Linked DNA regions of Mus musculus: all the other regions are linked to region 6. A link is a contact called in public HiChIP or PLAC-seq and promoter capture Hi-C data. All regions are on one chromosome and are shown on one strand. The core of a region is the stretch at or near the end of the contact, and the rest is flanking DNA. Distances in the headings are between cores, read along the strand shown.

Region 1 (3,223 bases), core at 33-2,532, 950 kb after region 6:
CAAAATAAGCATTTCTATAAGATCAGGTTTCTGTAATATTTGAATTCCCCTAAGCCCTAGCACTATCCACGCCGATGGACAGCGGAGGGTGAGAAACAGGTGAATACGAGCCCTTTTATGTACTTCCTGGTAAAACACAACAAACCTGCATGGATAAAGATCATGTTATTACCAGTGCTCAACCCACTCTAGTCGGAAGAGAGCCTGACTGCTCTGAAGAAGATGCGATCACTCCTATGGAAGGAATTCATCGCTCCCAGCTCCTTAGTTTGCAACTAGGGACATTCTGTTTGAATTGAGGTCAAATCCACAGACACGTTTTATATTGCTCAAACGTCAAAAAACGTTTCAGAGTTGCCTCTTCTCACCAGGAGGGCTTCTGCGGCACCAAAAGCTGAGCGGCTGCTCAGTAGTTATTGTACCTAGCTCTTAAATCGCCTAGCTCTTAAACAGCCTTCAGCAGCGACACTAAGGGGTATCCCTTAAATGGAGACCCATACTTCTGTTCTCAACGAGCGGACTTCTTAATAAAGATGGTTCATAGACTTTCAATCACGATTGTTCCAAAGTTCCCGGCTAGCTGAATTCAGGCTGGCCAGCTCCGGGGCTTTGGCAACCCACTGTCGCCACATCAGACGTTAAGAGGAAAAGCCGACTTAAAAACTAAAGTCGCAACCCCAAAACTGGAGTCGGACTCTGGCCAGGAGGGAGCAGGTGCCAGCCCTCTGCCTCGATCCCGGGCCACGAACCCCTCCAGCGCCAGATGCCTATTCCAAGGCCCTCAACACGCCCGGCCCCGCTTCTCGCCCGCCCGGCGGCGCTCAGCACCTGCGCCTGGAAACAGCAAGGGCTCGCCCAACCGACGTCCGGCCTCCAGCACCCGGCCGCGCCGCGTCAGTACCTAGACACACTTACCCAGACCACGGCGCGCGCAGGTGGCTCCCAGCGCTGACAGGCTCCGGAGACACAGCGACCCGCGACCCAGCACCATGACCCACGGGGTGCACAGCCGGGTCGCGGAGTCCGCAACACCAGCGTCGTGGGCATCAACACTGGCGTTGGCGACTGCAACCAATCAGTGTCGTCCTCCTACTGCTCCCAACCAACCAACTCCTGCTCTTTACCAAAATGCCACGCCCTCAATCCATCAGTGACCGCCCATAGAGTTCACAGCCAACCAGTGCCTGTCTCGCACCGCCGCGCCGCCCCTAGCCAATCAGTAGTAGCTCCTGCCCCCCCCCCCCAAAATGTTCCCTAGCTGCCCTAGCAGCCTTGGCCTGTAGACTCGGTCTGCAAGTGGGTGTTGGAGGAGGCTGAGCGTGAGCCTCCTCGTCTCTCTGGGGCAGTCGCCTGCACGCAGAGACCTTTCGCTGACCTCAGCGTCCCGCTGCTGCGCAAGGAAGGGCGGGGCCGCTCCGACCTGGACAGCGTCCGAAGCCAGTCCTCTGGAGGCCGCCGTAGTCCGGGGGAGTCGGTGGTCACATGACCCAAAGCTGTACTATGGCTTCCACCAAACCGCTGTCTCGTTTCTGGGAGTGGGGCAAGAATATCGTCTGCGTGGGGAGGAACTATGCAGATCACGTCAAAGAGATGCGCAGCACCGTGCTGAGTGAGCCTGTGCTTTTCCTGAAGCCGTCCACCGCGTACGCTCCCGAGGGCTCACCGGTGTTAATGCCCGCTTACTGCCGCAACCTCCACCACGAGGTGGAGTTGGGAGTGCTTCTGGGCAAGCGTGGTGAAGCGATCCCGGAGGCTGCAGCCATGGACTACGTGGCCGGCTATGCCCTGTGCCTGGACATGACTGCCAGAGATGTGCAGGAGGAGTGCAAGAAGAAGGGGCTGCCGTGGACCCTGGCTAAGAGCTTTACGTCCTCCTGCCCGGTCAGTGCCTTCGTGCCCAAGGAGAAGATTCCTGACCCTCATGCCCTAAGACTGTGGCTCAAGGTCAACGGAGAGCTCAGGCAGGAGGGCAAAACATCATCTATGATCTTTTCCATCCCCTACATCATCAGCTATGTTTCTAAGATAATAACCTTGGAAGAAGGAGATCTTATCTTGACCGGGACTCCAAAGGGAGTTGGGCCAATTAAAGAAAACGATGAGATCGAGGCCGGCATAGATGGGGTGGTTAGTATGAGGTTCAAGGTGAAAAGATCAGAATACTGAGAGTAGAGTGCCAAAGGGGAAGGGAGACAGAAGCAAGGGAAATAAATGACACTAATAATGAAAATCTAAAAATTATGCTAGACATGTCAAAAAAGATGAATCCTTAAAAAATAACGTGATCTAAAAGACCTGGGACTGAAATAGAAACAGGAACAACGAAGCTAAAGGATATAGAATGCTTCCCAAGAGGGCAATGTTAAACTAAACTTTGAGAAGTTGTAGTTTTCTTTTCTAAAACTGAACTGAATAGACTTTTCAATAAATCATTCTGAAGTCTATACCTCCAGACTTAAAAGTGCAAAGGAAGTAACTCATTAATGCTGTTGGCCTTTAGGAAAGCTGTTTGTACAGAGCACTCCAGTTGATTTTTACTTGGGAAAGTCCTCCACCTCAAAGCCAGATAAGAATTTTGTTAAGTGAGCTCTTGCTGCAGCCCTGCCTTGTTTACTTTGGGTGTGGCTTCTGAGTTTGGAAGATAATTTTGAAATTGTTTTCCAAATAAAGACCATTTCTGTGTGACTGAAAAGAGCACTTTCTTTTCCCAGGGTGGGGAGCACTTCTTCCTCTGGGACTTAGGACCTTGGCCTTTGGTTTCCTGAGCACTGTGCCTCTTTAACTTATTAACCACATAAACCAATACTTCCACCTCAAAGACACAGGCCCTAGGGAACTGACAAGCCTGGAGATGCTGTGTGTGTTCATGCTTGCACCCCTCCCTGATAAAATGCCTGTCAGGATGCACAGCACAGTTGTCAGGGCCTAGTGGAGTCTTGTAGAATTAGATAGTGGCTTTTGCTGAGAGGGTACATAGGAGCCTGCTGGTCCCTTTAAGAAGGCATGTTACATCTTGTTAGTAGTTTATCATTACTGTAAGGCAATATGCCAACCATAGTTCATTCCATATTTCTGTGTATTCTGGGTTTCTTGTTTGTTTTTTTTGTTTGTTTTGCAAAGCTATACCACTGGCATTATTATTATTTCTGATGACAATGCAGACTTAGAAGATAGAACTGAAGTAGAGCCAAGTTGTAATGAAATTGTCACAAACTCAGAACCT
Region 2 (3,121 bases), core at 446-2,945, 660 kb after region 6:
AAAACAAAACAACCCACATGTATTCAGCCCAAACTCAACTCTGTCAGTTTCCAAATTCTTCCCTCTCTTAAAAACCAGTTGCCAACATAAAGTTACTTTCTTTTTGGAGAGAGACACGTGTGTGTGTGTGTGTGTGTGTGTGTGTGTGTGTGTGTGTGTGTGGTGGAGGCCTCTCTAGTGGAGGCCAGGAGAGGAAAAGGTGGTCAGATCACCTGAAACTACAGTTATAAGTGGTTGAGCCACTGGACCTGGGTGCTAGGACCTGAACTTGAGTCTTCTCCAAGAGCAGCAATAGCCCCCTTCCCCAAAGGTTACTTTCTTTACAACAGGGATAACAAATCACACCACCCAGAAACACCCTAGGGAGGCAGACACAGCTCTACCACCTTACTTATTTCTGATCACTACTGCAGACCGGAGTCACAAGCACACGTCCTTCAAAAGGGCCTGAGCTGCTTCCCAGCAACAAGGAGCTGACTTTGACTTTCACTGTCCACTGCACCTTCAAGGGTCTAGCAAAGAAAGCCTAAATGTAAGTTTTGATGCGGTAGCCCTATCTTGTGCTCTTCTTAGCCTTTAAAACAGCAGGAGTGTTTGTTAAGACACCTCTAACATCAGGAGGAGGAAGGGTAAAGGACAGTTATAAAACAGACTAACATCAAGGAATTGATATAAGTAACTGACTCAAAATTAACACGATGCACACAGGCAAAAGAAGCAAAAGCACACAAGTAAACAAGCCTGTCCCGGTCTTAAACGCTAGGCATTTGAAGGCACAAACTGTTCGCAGTGCTGAGCACACTCTGGCCTCTGACTTGTTGCTTATCATGTCTGGCTGCACATTCCAAGTTCAACTAGGTAGTAAGAGAAAATGAGTGGGGATGCTTGACACTGCAATTGTGTCCCAAACGTCTGGAATTACTCCTGTGAGAAAGGAGACAGGCACTTTCACCGAAAGCACAATTCTGCCATTTAAATTGAAAACTACCAAGCGTGTAGTCCAGGCCTTCCAAGTTCTTGGGAAAATGAGACAGGATTATGAATTCATTGGTGGTCTCACTGTGAGACCTTATCTTGAAACGTCAAGGGCTATGGGTGCAGAGCTGAGGTCGTTATGATTGCCTTGTATGTGTAAACCCTGGCTTGACCCTCACCACGAAAAGTAAAATTAAAAAACAAAAGCAACGTTAAAGTCTTGGGATCTCTTGCTGAAAAGTCAGCGACAACGGTTCCTGGAGGAGAGGGTATCATTTTCTCTGATGGTGTAGCCACTGAGGAACGAGATGGGAAGAAGGGGTTCAAAGAGAAAGAAAGAAGAGGTTTATGAGTGCGAGGCTATCAAAAATAAAAGTCTTCCAGGATTCAAAAAAATAACAGAGGAGAGCACCGTGGCCTCCCTCTGGGCCCCGCCAGCACACTGAGGACCGGCGCAGCGATCCCGGCGGCTGCATCTCCGGCCCGCGGGCCTCACCTGGCGCGCGCCCGGCCCAGCTCCGTTCAGCAGCGGCGTCTCCTCGTCAGGCTGCCCTGTCCTTCGAAGCAGTGGCGCCCCCTCCTCATCATCGCGATCTCGGCCGGACCAAGACACTTTCTTAGAGACGTTGGCCATGGCCCACTGAGGACCAAACTCAACAAGAACAGCCGGCAGACCGGCAGCATTCCCGTGACCCGCGCCCAGGTCTCACGTGATCTATCATCGGTGCCCACGTGACTGACGACGGAGGCCGGCAAGATCCGGGAGCGCGGAGTCTCCTGGGAATTGTGGTTCACTGGTCGTTGCAGCCCAGGGTAGAAACCTAGAACTCAAAATCCCTAGCAATTAGTGTCTTCACTGAAGGCAGTGACCCAAACTCCAGAGAAGAACCAGCCCGAGATGCACGCCTAGTCCTCCAAGAGATGATATGGAAAAAAAAAAAATAAACTACCTGTAAAAGTTCTGGAATCGTCCCTCTCAACTAAGTTGGCTTCATGTGTTTCCTGTGCTCAAAGGGCAGCCAAACTGCTGCAATTCCGGGAAAGGGATTGAGACCCTGATGCCACACCACTTCCAGTAGGATCTGTATGACAAGTTCCACAAACTGAGGCTATTGACCTCAAAAGGGGTAGGCCTCCTGGAACCGGTGTGGAACTCTTCGCCGGAGAAAAAAATATTGAGTGGTAGTTCTTATGGCAATGTTTTGTTTTCTCTTATTCCTTTTCTTATTTACATGTTCCTGGTAGCCTAGGCCAAGATCTTAAGCAAGAATAATGGGTAAGAAACCAACCCTAGAGATGGGGGCCACTAACATGACCTTATCCCCCGGGAAAACAATGCCTTACTTTCTAAATCATTTACAAAACTATTACGATAGATAAAAACTTTCCCAACAATAAAATTTCATATGGCTGCACGTGTGTCATCGGAGGTGGATTTTGGTGTATGGTAAAGAAAGCCTTAATTAGAAAGAATTAAAATAGTTTGAATTTACATATTGAAGATTTGTTAAAAAAGAAAAAGAAAAAACCCAGATACTAGATGTTAAATAGTAATTGACCATGGGGCTAGAGAGTTAGTTCAGTGGTTAAGAGCACTGACCATTAAAGATTTATTAACCTGCTCCTAGAAATAAGCCACTAGACTTGGACAACAGCCCCCACTGAATACATCCTTTTAGAATTGTTATATTTTGATGATTTATATTAATAATGATGTTACCTGTACTGTTTGTGATTCACTGAATGCATAGTTTCAGAGTTGTAATGCTTGGATGATTTTTGTGCTTTACTGTGCCAAATGATTTTTGTTGGTATTTGTGATTGTTTCACTGGATATAGTTTCTAAGAGATGTAATGTTTGGTTTTTTAATGTATAAAATCCCCTGCTTGAGAGCTGCAAAATGCACTCAGATTCAAACTGCCTCTGTGTTTGTTTCTGTTTGTCACCACCGAATCCTTACCCACCTAGCTTTGAGGACCCTCATTCCAGAGACCCCCATAACCGACTTGGGTGGACCGTGGCACCCTGAAGTGCCAAATTAGGAAAGACTGGGGTTCCTCCGAGGAGGAGACTAGGACAGCACATGGGCGTGGCATTAACTAGCCGCAGGTTGCTTTAGGCAATAGTATTTTAGGAAGATTAAGT
Region 3 (3,033 bases), core at 304-2,803, 750 kb after region 6:
GCACTGACTGATTTTAGATGGTCTCAGGGCAGACTCCCCATGCTGAGGAGAAGGCCTCCATCAGAAAAGTGAGTCCTTAAACAACAGGGTGAGCTTCCCTGTGGTGACTTACTTGGGAGTTCTGCATGCAAACTTCTCTGAGAGGAAGGTAGGTTATAGAGGCACACAGACTGCTGTACTTTTTAGGCACAGCTGACATCTTGTAAAACATAAGCAAACACAGAAGTGGATGATCACAGTCATCTACTGGATGGGTCACACGGCCCCCAATGGAGGAGCTAGTGAAAGTAGCCAAGGATCTAAAGGGATCTGCAACCCTATAGGTGGAACAACATTATGAACTAACCAGTACCCCGGAGCTCTTGACTCTAGCTGCATATATATCAAAAGATGGCCTAGTCGGCCATCACTGCAAAGAGAGGCCCATTGGACTTGCAAACTTTATATGCCCCAGTACAGGGGAACGCCAGGGTCAAAAAGGGGGAGTGGGTGGGTAGGGGAGTGGAGGAGAGGGTATGGGGGACCTTTGGGATAGCATTGAAAATGTAAACGAGGAAAATACCTAATAAAAAAAAAACATAAGCCTCGCAAAGTATCAGAGTCCCAGTCCCTCAGAGTGTGCTGTTCAGAACCAAGAGCACATCGACATGGAGGTCGAAGCCTACGGGACGGTGGGCGCTGGGGAGGGCGGAGACAGTGGCGGAGGCCAGGTTGATGAGCAGTGACTGAGCTGTATCTGAGATGGCTCAGTGGGTAAGAGCACTGATTGCTCTTCTGAAGGTCCTGAGTTCAATTCCCAGCAGTCATATGATGGCTCACAACCACCGTAATGAGATCTGATGCCCTCTTCTGGTGTGTCTGAAGACAGCTTCAGTGTACTTATGTATAATAATAAAGAAAGAAATCTTTTTTTAAAAAAAAAAGAAAATCTAGAAATCAATATTTGGAGGACAAAAAAAGTGGCTCAGGGTAGGACTGCAAGGCAAGGGTTTATGGAAATGACCTTGGTGGCACAATGATCTTATTCATGAATGAATTTTCCCAATAACTATCCCATAAGCTATGCCAGGAAGATACTATCTGGCAAATGGTGACCATATATGTCTAAACAGGTAACATAGCAAAGCAGTAGGTACCTTGTGGCATGTGCCCTCCTCTACACGGGGCTGCTTGTCTACAGCCTGTGGCTGGGCTCCAGGGGCCTCCTGCAAGGCCTCGCACACAAAGAGCCTGGGCTCACTCTGATCCCAGAAATGGTTCACCGGCGTGTAACCTGCTAGGCTCTTGTCCATAAAGGAACGGGTCCTGAAACAGAAGGAAAACCCAGCCCCAACTCAGAGAAGAGCACTTCTACCACTGTTGCCGCCCACACCCGCTGCTGTCAGTCAACGCCAGCAGTATGGCCTCCGAAGCCTCTCTGGGCCACTTACTACCACACATTCTATCGGAACACATCCTTGCAGACTTTGAGAAACGGGGAGAAAGGGTTCCTGAAGACTAGCTTAGGGGGATCCAAGGAGCTCAATGAACCAGGTGGCAAAGACTGGCGAGCTCAACAGGAAATGAGCATGGTGGCACACGCCATTAGTCTCAGCCATCTGGGAGATGAAGACAGGATAATCACATGCAAAAGGCAGAATTCTGAGGAAAGTAGAATGGAGGGAGGTAGTCATGCCACCCTGGCCACCCTGAGAGGAGCGCAGCAAACCCAGGTTGTGTGTGATGGCAGTGCTGGGGCTCAGTGGCTCTTGTAACCGGTTATACAGGACCCACTCCTACAAGAAACACAGATCTCTCACAGATGCCACCGCCAGCAGCACTGGAGGTGTGCCCACAGGCCACGCACAGAATTTAGGATGTGTCATACCAAGGGCCTATAAGCTGTGCCCTTTGCACTATGAGGAGTCTGGCCAGAGAGCTGAACAGGCAGAGGATATTGCCTGTTCTTGAAAGAGAACTCATGAAAATCAGGCAGAGTGGAGAATCAGAAGACATTTCATCAGATAAGGAGGGCAGGGGGATAAAGAAAAGGTCAGTCTCAGATTCGTAGCTCTGGACTGGACTGGGGCTCTGTCAGTCTGAGGGGCACCCACATTCTGAAGCAGTAGACCAGTGGCTCACTTGGTAGGAAAGAAAAGAAAGAATTGTTGAGGTAAGGCATCAGCAGAGATGAGAGGAAGACCGATCGGATGAAAGGAGGCTCCAGAGAAGGGCGGGCAGGACTCAGGGAGAGAAAGGAAGAATTCAGGGTATGCCATGCAGGAAGATCTGAACCAGGAAGGAGAGGGACCTGCCAGAGCTATTGAAGTCCGACTAGGGCTGGGGTGTAACTCAGGGCCAGGGCTCTTGCATAGCACACACCACGCTCTGAGAGGCATCCTCAGCATCAGTCCATCAAACAACACAAACAGCAACAGCAGCATAACAGTACAGAAAAACAAGCTAGGAAAGCAGCCCCACGCGTGCCCACCCCTCAGCTCCCCGTGAGCTCCGTGAGCGCCAAGGCAAGCCTGGGGGCTCCCATGTCATCTGTGTTCTGCACTGACTAAACTGCAGGCACACCTCGCACCTGACCCAAGCCACAAAGAATTAAATACAGATGGGAGCCAAGTCCTGTGTTTCAAGTCCCAAGAACACACTTTCTGTAGCAGAAACTGCATTTACATGCTACATCAACCCCCCCTCCAAAAAAAAAAAAAAGACATTTCTTATTTTCTCCAGAAACACATTCTCTACAAAGGCAAGCGCCTCTTTTCCTGTCAGAGTTGCTGGTAGGGTTGAGGCCACTCTGCTCTGAGACATTTCTGGAGATGTTTGGGGGAGAGCAACTCTATATTTCATGAGATTCTACCAAGCCAGTCCCATAGTCTCAACTCTGGAACAGAGGCCATGAGCTTAAATCTGCTTCAGCGGCTCACACCTTGGTTTTACCATTTTGTTTTCCTACTTAGTAACTTCTGGGAGACTCTGAAATTCAAAATATAGCTTAGTAAGTTGGACAGTAGGCACATGCTGTTCTCACCAAAATCCTCC
Region 4 (3,156 bases), core at 486-2,985, 920 kb after region 6:
AGGCTGTTCCAACCCAGGTTGAGGTCCCAAAGGTGACTGAGGCCCCGGAACAGCCCTTCTTCCAGCCGGCCCAGGAGGTTGTTGCCCAAACTGAGTGAAGCCAGACTTGGTGTGTGTCTGAACAAGCCTGCAGCTAGGCTCCGGAGCAGGTTCCGTTCCAGGTGCAGATGGTAGAGATTCTGCAGGCCCAGCAGTGCCTGTGGCTCCAGGCTCCTCAGCCAGCTGCCCTGCAGGTTGAGGAAGTCTAGGCTGGACAGGTTCTGGAAGGCCGCTGAGGGGATGGAGGACAGGTTGTTTCCGTCAAGCCACAGAGCCCTGGTGCTGACTGGGATGCTATCGGGCAGCTGAGTGAGGTTCCTTGAACTGCAAAAGACGCTGAGCTCATCTGTGTAGTCATCATAGCTGCAGGTACAGGTGACAGGGCACTGGGGGCCCTCGGCATCTGCTGATGCTCCAGGATCTGTCCCCTGCAGGTAACAGGGGCCCAGTGCCACCCAGAAAGCCAGAAGCACCACCAGGGCTGGGCTTCCTGTGGGGAGAAGGGTTGGCAAGGAGATGCCCCCAGGATATGAACCAAACCCTGGGCTTCCCTAACCCTCAGCCATTGTAAGAGATGGCATCCACCATCCCACTTTGATACTAAGCAAACACTGGTGACAGCCACGTCCTATCTTTTGAAGCCACTTCAATTTCCCAGACCCTGGAACCAGCAAGTGGTGATCCCCGTCGCACTGCAAGGGCACAGAGGGCCTGGGTCTCCCACATCACCCTGCTCTCCAGGCAACCTGGGCCCTGGCCACTAGGCAGGCTGTGTCCTCTAGGGTGTACAACAGCCAGGCTGAGAAACAGAATCGAAGTGCAGTCCAAGAGCTGACTCTTGCAGAATACTTGGGGATATAGACCCAGGTAGCATATTCATTTGTGGTCCTCAATGGCTAGGCAGCAAGCTGGGCATTCCCTGCCTGTTGGGCCCTCATATGGGTGAAGCGTGCCTTATTTGCTCCCCATTATATGAAGGCTATAACCCTTACTGGTAGAAGAGTGGGGGTCTAGAAAACCCCAACTGTCCATTCAACCAAGCGTCAAATCACATGAACCCAGCTAGCACCCCAACTTAATCTGCCTCGGGTGTATGCTGAGAACCCCAGATCAAGTTGGGAAGAACGACACTGTCCCGCACCTGCGCAGTTTGTATCTGGTGTGACTGTGTAACGGTGGTTTGGAAGTGGGGGAAGCCCTAGGCATTGTGGGAGCACACCAATGGCAGACGAGGAAGAAGACATTTTCCCGTTCACCCAGGGCCAGGCCCTTAAGAGAAACGGTAGCCAGAAGGATCTCGGGCTGTGTGCAGCATACCATCTCAGCAAGCTATGAGACCAGAATATGGGGAGCAATGAGCCCCATTTCTGCACCTTGCGCCCAGGGGTGAGGTACTTGTTTCTTCTGCCTACCCTGCCTTCATCTGGCCCTTTCCCACAGTGCCGCCACCAAGGGGGAAAGTAACCGAGACCCTCCGGTGCCAGGAATTGTATCCAAGACCCAACCCAGAATTCCCACCAGCCCACCCTGAGTTAAGCCTACTGCGGCTTCTCCCAGAGGGCTCTGGCTGAGGACCAGCTACCCTCAGAGCAAGTGGCAGGGGAGACGGATTCCTCACCTGTTCTCAGAGCCATTGTTCCTTGTACAGAGCTGGCCGCAGGCAGGCAGTGAGCAAGGGCCGTCTACAGCACAGGCTGCTGCCCAGTGGATTTCCCCACTGCCTGTAGCTGGCAGCCCTCAGCTGGCCCTGCCCCACACTCTGGCTCCTTTAACCCTCTAGGGCTGGGCAACAAGTCTCAACAGAAGCTCCTCTGGATGCGGGTGGTGCAGGGGAGGGGCACTTTGTCCGCCCCAAAGTCTCGGGGATTGGGGGGCGGGGGAGCAATTGAAAGCCACCTCTGCTGGTGTTGGAGGTAGAGGCTTGGTGGAGTAGACCTTCAGGATTGGTGCTCAAGGTAGGTGTAGGGGGGGCCCTGTCTCCCAGTAGGTTCAGCTAAGGTGAGGGAGCTCGGGGGTTCCTGGGAATTCCCCCCACTCACCTCTATACGGAGCAGATGGCTCTGTCAGGCTTAAACAGTTTGCCCTGTTTCCTAAGGCCTTGCCTATACTTCTCGAATGCTCTCTGACCTGGGGTTTCTTAGGCCTAAGTGGGCCCACCATTTGTGCCTCCCAGTCCAGGGGTTTGTCTAAGGCCCAGTCTCAGTCTTCCTGTGACCTCTAGGTCAGCTGACGGCTGGCTACCGCCCCTCCCCCAGGGCCTCTTCTAGGAACACCTGGCAGAGCCACCAGCTACCTCGTGTTTGCTCTCCCCAGCACAGTCCTCCTAGAAAAGGGTTGGCAGGAAGACAGTGGGGCACCGCAGCCTCAGGGGCAGAGCCAGTTTCTGCTGGCCTCCACAGTATGGAGGGCCTAACAACCTACTACTTCCTTGTGTACAAAGACCCCAGGTAAACATGCTGCCCCAGGGGGAGGCAGGAGGGCCATGTGTGGGGCCCTCAACCTGGCCCTGGCTCCACTCACCCTGCCGGAGCCACATCTCAGCTTCCTCCTCCAGGGCCTGAAACCTGTGACCTGACGGACACTCCAGCCAGTCCTGCCTGAGCTCTGTCCCTTTGCCCTGCCCGGGATGGGGGGAATGCACACGGGAGGGGCCAGGCAAGGCAGTGCTGGGTTTCAGAAAGAACAGCTTCTCAGGGGCTTGGGGGACATTGGGAGCCATCTCTAAGCAAGCAGAGGAAGTAGGCAGGTCTGGGAGGGTCAGGGGCTGTGGCTCCCACCATGCCTCCCCATGTCTAGGGCATTTTCCATGTTATTCCTCAGCCTCTTTTCTGAGAAATTATAGATCGGCAGGGAGGGAGTCTCCGCCCAGAGCCACAGAGCAGTTTACACAGCAAAAGTGCGGTCTCAGCAGAGCTGCGGGGCCAGTAGCCAGCCTCTGCTGAGAGCAGGGGCCAGCAGTGCCTGAGTCCCTGTGGGCCCTGCTGGACTAGGATCTCTTCCTGTCTCCAAGCCCTGCTTCATGTGGTGTGGAAGCCTTGCCAGGCTTGCTTCACCCAAGCGAAGTGCTGCCACCACACCACACCACACCACACAGGAACACAAGGCCCAGCCACTGAA
Region 5 (3,201 bases), core at 646-3,145, 860 kb after region 6:
AATCTTAAAGAATTAATCATTTTATCAGTTTGTTCTGGCTCCTCATTTGGGCAATTAAAAACTAACTCCGGTGGGACTGGACCTGTGGGGAGACCACTGGCTGCTCTACCAGAGGATCTAGATGCTATTTCCAGAGCCCACGTGACACTCAAAACCCCTAGTTAACTCCAGCTCCAGAGCGTCCAGCACCCTCCTCTGGTTTCTGTGGGCACAGGGCACATACAAGTGAAACACCATCTACAGTAAATACTAATAACTGGCTCGGGTAGCAGTCACTGCAAGTGCTACTGCAGTATGCCCCTTCTCGTCAGCCTGTTTTCCTAGTTGGTTGATAATATAATACGTAGGCTCAGTTTTGCAGGCTTGAAAAATTAAATCAGTATCAAAATTCAGGCAACCTGAAAATGTTGTGGGGTGTTCACCGTGGAAGAATGCTCTGACATAGTTTTAAGCCAATAGGAAAGTCTTTATTAGCTGGCTGGTGAGTACACTGGGTGTTTAGGATCTCAAACAAGAAAGGCCTTGAGCCTTTCTCAGGATGAGCTTTTAAGGGCAAAGCCATGTTCTGGGTTGGCATGCTTCAGTTAACAAGAACAGTTAGTCAGAGGCAGAACTACAGAAGCCAAAAAGCAAAGTTAGGAATTTAGAGACTTTCTCAGAACTATCCACACTGAGGGATTGGGTCTGTTTTCATTCTTTTGGCAGGTGGTGCTATCTACATGCCGAGTTTTACAGCCTGAATTGGACTTCCATCATGGAGTGAGTTGTGCTAAGGTCTGAGGCATGTTACAAAACAATCTCTTAGAGTAGGTATTTATCTATGTGTTTGGAAAGATGAGGGAAGTATAGCCCCAGGTAATGGTGTATACTGAATGGCAGAAGCCAGGCATACCAAGTTCCAGGTCAGCCAGTGCTACACAGTAAGACTTTGCATATGAAATTGTGAGGAATGTTTTAAGTGCTCTGGACTTCAGCTACAAGAAGGACTGTGTTGGTTAAGAGTAAGATCTGGTGGCTTGCAGTTGAGAGTACTTGCTCTTAGAGGGGAGGACCTCTGTTCAGTTCTGGCCATCCATATGGCTGCTCACAACTGACCTTCTTAACTCCAATTCAGATGCCCTCTTCTGGCCTTCACAGACACCAGGAATGTGTGTGATGCACAAGTCTACATACAACCAAACACATACACATAAAATAACAAGTAACTTTTTTTTTTAAGAGGATGTGAATCTGAGCTGCCTTGGAAGGCTTTGGGGACCGGGAAAACCACGTAAGCAAGAAAGTAGTTCAAGGGCAGGAAAGATGGCTCAGTGGTTAAGAGCACTGGTTGTTCCAGAAGACCTAGGTTCAATTCCCAGCAACCACATGTTGGGTCACAACCATCTACAATGGGTTCTGATGCCCTCTTCTGGTGTGTCTGAAGAGAGCAACGGTGAATACATTAAATAAATTTAAAAAAAAAAAAAAAGAAAGAGGAAAAAAAAGCAAGTAGTTCAAAGTCAGGTTCATGGTGTCCCCAGCAAATGAACACATATAGATCGACTCGCTTTATATTTCTGTCTCAAAAGTACCGCCACACATAAGGATTTTAGAACCTGGTGTCCTGTGCAAAATGAAGCACTGCATGGAACTAAGCAACCAGCAGAGCGGGAAACAACCAGAAACAGGGCAAGCGACACATGTCGCGTGAACGTTGAGGGTGGCCAGAGTATGTATGACAAAGGTCTGAAGACAAACAGGACAGAGATAGAGAAGCATCCAGGTCACTCCAATCAGACTGAGCTACGTCCTCAAGAGCCACCAGCAACGCAGCCGGAAACGTTCCTTTAGCGTCAAGGCGCTCGGGGCGGAACTGGATGGGGCTCCACCCCCGCAGCCAGGCGGGACTTCCGGCAAGGGAGTGACGGGCGCGGCCTGGGCGGCGGCACGTCCTAAGGTAGCGGCTGCCTGAGGTGACAGCGGCCCGTGGATTCGGGCCCCGGAACGAGCCGCGCTGGCGGCGGCGGCGGTAGCCGCGATGATGGAGATCCAGATGGACGAGGGAGGAGGAGTGGTGGTGTACCAAGACGACTACTGCTCGGGCTCGGTCATGTCGGAGCGTGTGTCGGGCCTGGCGGGCTCCATCTACCGCGAGTTCGAGCGCCTCATTCACTGCTATGACGAGGAGGTGGTCAAGGAGCTCATGCCGCTGGTGGTGAACGTGCTGGAGAACCTTGACTCGGTGCTGAGCGAGAACCAGGAGCACGAGGTGGAGCTGGAGCTCCTACGCGAGGACAACGAGCAGCTGCTCACGCAATACGAGCGCGAGAAGGCGCTGCGCAAACAGGCCGAGGAGGTGCGTGGGCCCCGGCCGCCGCGGAGAGGGACGGTGAGGGACGGTGTGGGTAGCGTGGAGCAGCCAGCTCGGCTCAGCCGGCAGTATGCTGCTGATGCTGATGCTGATGCCGATGCTGCTGGGAGTGCCACTTTCTCCATCCAATTGGGACCTAGAGCACAGCCTGTGCAGAGTCCGGGAGACATGGGCCCCCATTCCTGCTGTCCTCTGACCTTGGCTGCCGCCTGCTGGCTCTGGGTTTTATTCCTTCCCGTCTTTGGAGCAAGTTGCCCTAGAATCACAAAGCCCAGAATTCTACAATTCTAGAAATAAATGCTCTTCGGTTTATGATGGGAAGTGCCTTCTTATATGAGGTTAAATTCCATTTAAGTGAAGTTGACTTGACACAGTCTTAGAGACTACTATTGAAATTAAGAGTCGATCTTGATATTTTGGCTTCTTATTAAGTTAGTGGCCCTGCATCACAGCTAGGATAAAAGCTTTGCTTATCTTGAATCATTCATACTTTCCATGGTTTGCCTTTTGATTGTCAAGATTTTGCTGTGAATGCATGGGCACCACATAACTGGCTTAATCAAGTTCTCTACATATGGGGGGATTCAAAAGCCTCAAAGGATGTGAGGAGGGCTTGGGTGACCTCAGAAACAGGGAACTGGCTCCAGAAACTGTCTGGGCTAGATCAAGGTCACACACTGACCACAGACAAAAGGACAGGCCAAGTAACAGGGTAGACCTTGGCAACAGCTTAAGCCTTACCTTCTGGGTTCATATTGCTGCCTAGTGGGGCAGTACCCTAGAAGTCTGCAGTGTTTGGTCCTTCTAGACCTGCCCTGGAGTTGTCTTGTGCCTGATACCACTCTCCATAG
Region 6 (2,887 bases), core at 174-2,673:
GTCAAAGAGGGCCTGGGAGGCAAGGAGAAAGTAGTCAGTGTTTGAAGCTCCTCCCCAGATTGCCAGTGGGATCACTGGATCTCATCTGTCTCTGAGCGCAGGTCCAGGCCAACCGGAAGGGTTTCACTCGGAACCTGGAGGATCCAGAAACAGAGCCCTGGGGGTGGGAGAGAGAGAGAGAGAGAGAGAGAGAGAGAGAGAGAGAGATCCTTGGGGACCTGCCAAGGTTCTTCTTCTATTTTCCATCTCCTCCACCCTCCCTTCGGTCAGATCCAAAGGACAAGCTGCTCCAAGGAAGCTCTTCCCCATTGGGGGGTTTCACAGTGGCTCTATTTTATTTTAAGAGGTTCTCGGGGGGGGGGGGATAGGGGATTTTCAGAGGGGAAACCAGGAAAGGGGATAACATTTGAAATGTAAATAAAGAAAATATCTAATAAAAATATTTTTTTAAAAATGAACAACAAACAAAACAAAACAAAAAAAAGAGGTTCTCATGTAGCCCACACTGTCCTTGAATTCACTATGGAGCCAAGGATGCCCTTGAACATCTGAGCTGCTTCCTTTACTTCCTGCCCGCTGGGATTACAGGCAAGACCCACTACACTCTCAGTTTAACATTATTTTAAAGATCAAAGCCAGGGGTGTATGCCTGTGTGGTAGGTGCTCTATAACCTAGCTACATCCTCAGGCTGCCTGGGATATCTTTCTGATTCCCTTTCGGTTGATCTTGACTGTAGGAATGGCCTGTACTTTGGCACCGGCAGACTACCAGGCTTTGTCAGTCAGGTGGGTCCCTAGGCAGGTCCTCTAGAACGCCTCATTTTTTTCTTAGTATCCATTTAACATTGGAGGAGTGTGTAGTTAGGTCTGAGAATGTATGGTGGCAGAAGGAGATCCACACTACCCACGCTACTCCTTCCAGACCTAGCCAGTATTCTTTCTTTTCCCCAAACCGAAGGTTTGGCCTAGCTCCATGCTCCAGGCCCTCTGTACCCTCCCTTATGAGATGCAGTAACACAGGGGTTTTAATCTCTTTTCCTTAAGTACCAGCAGCAGGATACCAGTGTTCAGATTTTGGCTGCAGACTCTACTACTTCTCTTACAAAGTCCCACTGCCCCGAGGTCCACTGAAGGTAAGGGGTGGACAGCCTTCCAGATTCCAGTCGACAGCGAACCCCACCAACCCACCAAACGTTCCTATTGGGGATCTCCAAATGGGGAAACAGGAGCGCTTTCTACATCAACCCTGCCTTGGACCGAGCTCCCGCCTTGAGCCCGCCCCACCCCCTCGAGGGTGCTGCAATTGGAGGAAAGTTCTGCGGCTTGTGGCGATTGGTCCGAGAGCAAAGGCCCCGCCCCCTAGCCCCGGAGCTCAGAGGGGGCAGCGGCGAGGGGTCGCCGGTTGTGGGGACGCGCCGGGCCGGGCAGCCGCGCCGCGGGCTGCTCGCGCTGCGGCCCCGACCCTCCCGGGGCAGCAGTCCGAGGCCCCGGCGCGTCCCCTAACCATGCTGGTAGCCACGCTTCTTTGCGCGCTCTGTTGCGGCCTCCTGGCCGCGTCCGCTCACGCTGGCTACTCGGAAGACCGCTGCAGCTGGAGGGGCAGGTACCAGGAGGGACTGCGGGGAGGGTTGTGGGTTTATTTATTTATTTATTTTATTTTATTTACTTCTTGGGTTGGAGGGTTCCCTCCCACTTGGAACTGAGGAAACGCAGACTTCAATGTCCTGTTACACAGAGTAGAAGCAGATGTTGGTAGCCGCGGGAAAAGGGATGAGCGGGCTAGGGAACGAGGGTCACCCACCTGAGAACCACCGTCCTGTCCCCAGCGGTTTGACCCAGGAGCCTGGCAGCGTGGGGCAGCTGACCCTGGACTGTACTGAGGGCGCTATCGAGTGGCTGTACCCAGCTGGGGCGCTGCGCCTGACCCTGGGCGGCCCCGATCCGGGCACACGGCCCAGCATCGTCTGTCTGCGCCCAGAGCGGCCCTTCGCTGGTGCCCAGGTCTTCGCTGAACGTATGACCGGCAATCTAGAGTTGCTACTGGCCGAGGGCCCGGACCTGGCTGGGGGCCGCTGCATGCGCTGGGGTCCCCGCGAGCGCCGAGCCCTTTTCCTGCAGGCCACACCACACCGCGACATCAGCCGCAGAGTTGCTGCCTTCCGTTTTGAACTGCACGAGGACCAACGTGCAGAAATGTCTCCCCAGGCTCAAGGTCTTGGTGTGGATGGTGAGTGATTATGAGACTGGCTGGGTGTCAGAAATTGGCCCTCCACACTGACCTGATGGGACTGGGCCTTGCCACCCCATTGCATGGAGAGTCCTTCTGTAGCTTGACAGAGGCCACTCCGGTGGAGAGCATAGTGGCTTCCAGGTCGTAAGGAGGTGAGTTGGAAGTGCCCCCGCCTTTCTCTCCTCCTCCTCTTAAAAGATTCGGTTTAGGAAAAGAGCAGGAGGGGGCAAATGCCCGAGAGGCCAGCCCTGGGTCTCTGGTTTCTGAAGGATTGGGGGAAGGGTTAAGCTGAGGCAGAATCAAAGCCTATGGCCAAGGCTGTCCAGGGCTCCCTGGCCTGGTGGTGACCTCCTTCCCCTCCCCCCAAGCCCAGCCAACAAAAGTCCAGTGTGCCTCTTCGTCACCATGGAGACTGCCTGCCCTGCCTCCCTGCAGGGCACCAGGCCCAGTGCTTTGCTCTTCTGGAACTTGTAGCCTGACCCTGCAGGGAATGAATGGCTCTCTGACTGTTCTGCCCTAGCTAGAGACCCCCCCGAACTGGAGTCCACTAGAATATCCCTAGCTAGAGCTGGGAGGTCACAGAACGTTTCCCAGTGTTAGTCTGAGTTTATGAGATGGTACCAAGCCTGTGTATGAGGCACTGAGGTGCCCATCAGT
Region 7 (3,037 bases), core at 67-2,566, 840 kb after region 6:
TAGTACTTGCTCAGGGAGTGGGACTTTGGGACATTTCATCTGTTGGTCAACCTTTTTTCCTACCCTCCTCTTCTTTTTCATTCCTTGTGATAGCCTCTGCTAGGGGAGGTGTCATTCAGTTCAATAGCATTTTTAACCAAACCATATTATTAGAAATGGTCAAAATAAGTTTAGAAGGAAATTGTTTTATGTACTTTAAAAACAAATCTCCCAGATGCATTCATGAGGAAATACCGTACTTTGTCTTAATTTAAAAAAAAAAAAAAAACACTTTAAAAAAGGAAAGAAACCCACAGTATACCTTTCCCAGAGGCTAGCCTGGTGTGGTCAGTCCAGTTTTGGAAGCACTGCCCCAGCCAGACCCTTATTCTTTCGTAAGATCACTGGCTGGAGGGGTGCCCCCAGCAGGCAGAGCTCAGTGCTGTTTGCTTTGATAATCGTTAAGCCATATCATCTGAGGTTTCCGGCTTGAGATGTGAATTTGTTTTATAGACTATAAATATACAGTGTATGTATAAAGCAGAATGCCTGTCCTTCTGATTATTTTTTGTACCATATTGTAAATTACATTATTTATTCTTTACCAATTTTTTGGGAATAAAAGGTGTTTTGGTTATTTAATAAACAAGAACTGTTAAAACTTCGGCTAAAATTTCCAGTTCGGCTTGTAAATGTTTTTATTGTGCATAAATACATACTAATACTTCATCTAATGTCTGTCTTTTGTGCCTGCTTTCAAAGCCAGTATGCTTAGGGTATTCCAACAGGCACAGTGTAATGAGATGAGCTCTAAGGCCTGGAGGTGCCCTGGAGGTGAGGGTGAGCAAACAGGTAGGCATCAGAGATTCAGCGATTGAGTGACCGCTGAATGCGGAATTCATTACAGAATTCGCTGCTTCTGTTATGGGTATGTTGTGCGCTTCCATGAACCTTTCCTCCCGAAGGTGCTGTAACCCCAAAGAAGCCTTCCGCTACCACCGGCCAGAAACTTCCTAGTGCCATCCAGCCCGGGATAGGTCGGCCAGAAAATGCGGATTCGCATGCGGAGGCGTGTTGGCTGGGGGTGGGGCGAGCTGTGAACCAATGCCCACGCCTGAGGCCATGAGAGGCGCCCCCTGCAGCCAATCGGCTGTAAGCGCGATGCGGGCCTCCAAGCCTCCCTCTCCTTGGGGGCGGGAGGGAGGAGTGGGGCACGACTCTACGATAGGCTGCAGAGACATGATTGGCGCGAGAGGCGTCCAACTGGCTTGGGCGGGTCAGGGTACCTGCGCGGGACCAAGCGGGAACCGCCGCGCGGCGGCTGTGAAAGCGCGGGGCGGCGGCCGACATGTTCCAGGGCGCGGACAGCCAAGCTGGCAAGTCGGGTTCCAGGTGCGCGGACCGGTGCTGGGGCCCGGGTGGGCGCATAGCCGCAGCCACGTGGCGGGCGGGAGACCCTACAAGTGCGGTGGGTGTGGCGCGGGGCTCCCCTGAGGATACTGTGCGCGCTCTCCCGCAGGGCCTTGCAGGAAGGCTGTGGGGTTAGAGCGGAGTGGAGACCGGGCGGCGGGATTAAGACACGTGGCTCTCCTGAAGTGCTTGCTCAGGACAGACGCTAGCCGGGCGCTCCGAGCTGTTTGCCGCTTCCTGAGCCCTTCCCTTGTCCAGTTTGGTTGGTCATGACGACCTTTGAATGTGGCTGAGTAGCGGCAGCGTTCTCAGACCCAACCCACGACCAGGTGTTTGTTGGATGCACTACTGACTGCTACACCCTGGGCGGGGACCTTCCCTACACAGTTTCCTCTAGGCTTTCTGTCTGATCTGCTTTGAGTTGATCAAATGAAACTGGTGTTCGAATGACTTTACGAGCTCCAGGAATTAATTGTTGAATAGGCGTCCATGGAGAGGATTTTAGGAAAAGGAGGAAATCCCCATTTGAGTTGATAAAATGAAACTGGTGTTCGAATGACTTTACGAGCTCCAGGAGTTAATTGTTGAGTAGGCGTCCATGGAGAGGAATTTAGGAAAAGGAGGAAATACCCACTTGATAGCGGGATGAGGGGGAAAGGGGAGCTACCTTAACTGGATAATGAAGCGCAATTGGAAGCCTCAGTCTGGGCCATATTAGATAGAAAGCGTGCTTTGGATGGCAACTTAGGCAGGTTGGAGAAGATAGCAGCACATAGTCCGACTGATTGCTACAAAGCCTGAGTCTGTAAGGTCTGTCTGTACTCCAGGGTTTCCTTTCGTCTAACCCTGTCTTTTGTCTCCTCAGCAGAGGGATTTTCTTGTGCTGGAGATGTTTGAACTGTAAAAGCGTTATGGTATTACTGTCATTCATCCACAAAAATTACTAACCATGAAGAACACGTCACCCCCCACCCGGTCTATTTCTCATGGCTTTGTCCCAGATTTTCTCATTAGTTCCTAGTTCTTATGAAACTCATCATTCCAGGGAGGCCTGGGAGCGCTGACAACCGTCGATATTTTCTTTCTCTCCAGTGCCATAGTTCATTTGAACTCTGGCTTTTCATCTTTGCCTATATCCCTTATATTTTCTCGATAACTTGAGTATTTCTACTGAAACATTTAAAGGGTACTACAAAAGGAAAAAGTAATTGGAATTATGGATTTGGTCCTAAAGTCTGAGTTGACTAATCTGGCCCTAGAACCTTCCACTCCACTGGTGTTACTGTGATTAATGGCTGCTAGTGGCTTCCAGAAGGCCACACTGTGCCATTGTTCTGGGCCCTATTTGTTGAAAGGCCCATTTGTGAGACCCTGCAGGGGCAACCTTAAGACTTGCATTGCTGCTGTAGGCTTTGAAGCTTGTGCTTGCTCCATTGTCTTTGAGATGGAGGTGGACACTGCTCTTGCCCAAGTGGCTCATTATTTTAGTACACAAAGCAATACTAAATCCTTACTTTCAATACCCATATTAAGTTCAAAAGCTAGTTCCTATATTCCCGTAACAGACTCAATTTGGGCCTCATCTCTGGAGATGGTTTTGAGGCTCCTGCTTCTGTTGTATCACATACATGGAACACATACCATTGAC

What was found. Promoter capture Hi-C pulls out the DNA fragments that hold promoters and counts their contacts. HiChIP or PLAC-seq counts read pairs in DNA pulled down with a chosen protein or histone mark.
Region 1: a contact with region 6 is called in a promoter capture Hi-C map of the HPC-7 cell line. The contact joins the promoter of Fahd1 here to the promoter of Metrn in region 6. A contact is called at or near these places in 8 of 39 promoter capture datasets (3T3-L1-derived adipocytes, the HPC-7 cell line, HPC-7-derived erythroid cells and 5 more), 4 of 115 datasets of contacts at active chromatin or transcription factors (T-cell acute lymphoblastic leukemia, astrocytes, embryonic forebrain and 1 more) and 3 of 9 other capture datasets (adipose tissue, liver and pancreatic islet).
Region 2: an H3K27ac HiChIP or PLAC-seq map of bone marrow-derived dendritic cells shows a contact between it and region 6, with 4 times the contacts expected there. The contact joins the promoter of Clcn7 here to the promoter of Metrn in region 6. A contact is called at or near these places in 1 of 484 Hi-C or Micro-C datasets (embryonic stem cells), 6 of 115 datasets of contacts at active chromatin or transcription factors (acute myeloid leukemia, bone marrow-derived dendritic cells, bone marrow-derived macrophages and 3 more) and 2 of 9 other capture datasets (macrophages and pancreatic islet).
Region 3: an H3K4me3 HiChIP or PLAC-seq map of pro-B cells shows a contact between it and region 6, with 3 times the contacts expected there. The contact joins the enhancer-like site here to the promoter of Metrn in region 6. A contact is called at or near these places in 2 of 115 datasets of contacts at active chromatin or transcription factors (fetal liver and pro-B cells) and 2 of 9 other capture datasets (adipose tissue and liver).
Region 4: a contact with region 6 is called in an H3K27ac HiChIP or PLAC-seq map of T-cell acute lymphoblastic leukemia, with 4 times the contacts expected there. The contact joins the promoter of Igfals here to the promoter of Metrn in region 6. A contact is called at or near these places in 9 of 39 promoter capture datasets (the HPC-7 cell line, cranial neural crest, embryonic stem cells and 4 more), 9 of 115 datasets of contacts at active chromatin or transcription factors (the SCID.adh cell line, T-cell acute lymphoblastic leukemia, acute myeloid leukemia and 6 more) and 1 of 9 other capture datasets (embryonic stem cells).
Region 5: a contact with region 6 is called in a promoter capture Hi-C map of embryonic stem cells, with 4 times the contacts expected there. The contact joins the promoter of Mapk8ip3 here to the promoter of Metrn in region 6. A contact is called at or near these places in 8 of 39 promoter capture datasets (the 3T3-L1 cell line, cranial neural crest, embryonic stem cells and 3 more), 3 of 115 datasets of contacts at active chromatin or transcription factors (astrocytes, bone marrow-derived macrophages and embryonic stem cells) and 3 of 9 other capture datasets (adipose tissue, liver and pancreatic islet).
Region 7: a contact with region 6 is called in a promoter capture Hi-C map of hippocampal neurons, with 4 times the contacts expected there. The contact joins the promoter of Jpt2 here to the promoter of Metrn in region 6. A contact is called at or near these places in 3 of 39 promoter capture datasets (hippocampal neurons, liver and pre-B cells), 5 of 115 datasets of contacts at active chromatin or transcription factors (bone marrow-derived macrophages, embryonic forebrain, embryonic midbrain and 2 more) and 1 of 9 other capture datasets (adipose tissue).

What each region holds. Positions count from the first base shown.
Region 1 is chr17:24,848,361-24,851,583 of GRCm38.p6, reverse strand. It overlaps Fahd1 (fumarylacetoacetate hydrolase domain containing 1), which reads left to right and starts at 1,282. Exons shown (of 1, transcript NM_023480.3): 1 at 1,282-2,688. The coding sequence starts at 1,483. The coding sequence ends at 2,166. It overlaps Hagh (hydroxyacyl glutathione hydrolase), which reads right to left and starts at 1,094. Exons shown (of 9, transcript NM_024284.2): 1 at 916-1,094. The coding sequence starts at 991.
Region 2 is chr17:25,131,965-25,135,085 of GRCm38.p6, reverse strand. Clcn7 (chloride channel, voltage-sensitive 7) reads right to left here and starts at 1,695. Exons shown (of 25, transcript NM_011930.4): 1 at 1,472-1,695. The coding sequence starts at 1,609.
Region 3 is chr17:25,048,546-25,051,578 of GRCm38.p6, reverse strand. It overlaps Ift140 (intraflagellar transport 140), which reads right to left. Exons shown (of 30, transcript NM_134126.3): 16 at 1,137-1,305. Among named protein-coding and RNA genes, the nearest start is that of Tmem204, 31 kb to the left of the region's middle. Within about 2 kb of position 1,553, at least 2 of the 459 cell types and tissues checked have an H3K27ac peak or open chromatin away from gene starts, as enhancers often do. A contact at or near this core is called in pro-B cells, where this site is marked.
Region 4 is chr17:24,877,326-24,880,481 of GRCm38.p6, reverse strand. Igfals (insulin-like growth factor binding protein, acid labile subunit) reads right to left here and starts at 1,735. Exons shown (of 2, transcript NM_008340.4): 1 at 1,658-1,735; 2 at 1-529. The coding sequence starts at 1,673. It overlaps Gm41549 (a long non-coding RNA gene), which reads left to right and starts at 2,413. Exons shown (of 3, transcript XR_876682.3): 1 at 2,413-2,486.
Region 5 is chr17:24,935,671-24,938,871 of GRCm38.p6, reverse strand. Mapk8ip3 (mitogen-activated protein kinase 8 interacting protein 3) reads left to right here and starts at 1,895. Exons shown (of 33, transcript NM_001163449.1): 1 at 1,895-2,335. The coding sequence starts at 2,018.
Region 6 is chr17:25,795,581-25,798,467 of GRCm38.p6, reverse strand. It overlaps Metrn (meteorin, glial cell differentiation regulator), which reads left to right and starts at 1,423. Exons shown (of 4, transcript NM_133719.2): 1 at 1,423-1,603; 2 at 1,827-2,227. The coding sequence starts at 1,506.
Region 7 is chr17:24,958,902-24,961,938 of GRCm38.p6, reverse strand. Jpt2 (Jupiter microtubule associated homolog 2) reads left to right here and starts at 1,316. Exons shown (of 5, transcript NM_198937.2): 1 at 1,316-1,371. The coding sequence starts at 1,328. It overlaps Cramp1l (cramped chromatin regulator homolog 1), which reads left to right. Exons shown (of 21, transcript NM_020608.3): 21 at 1-713.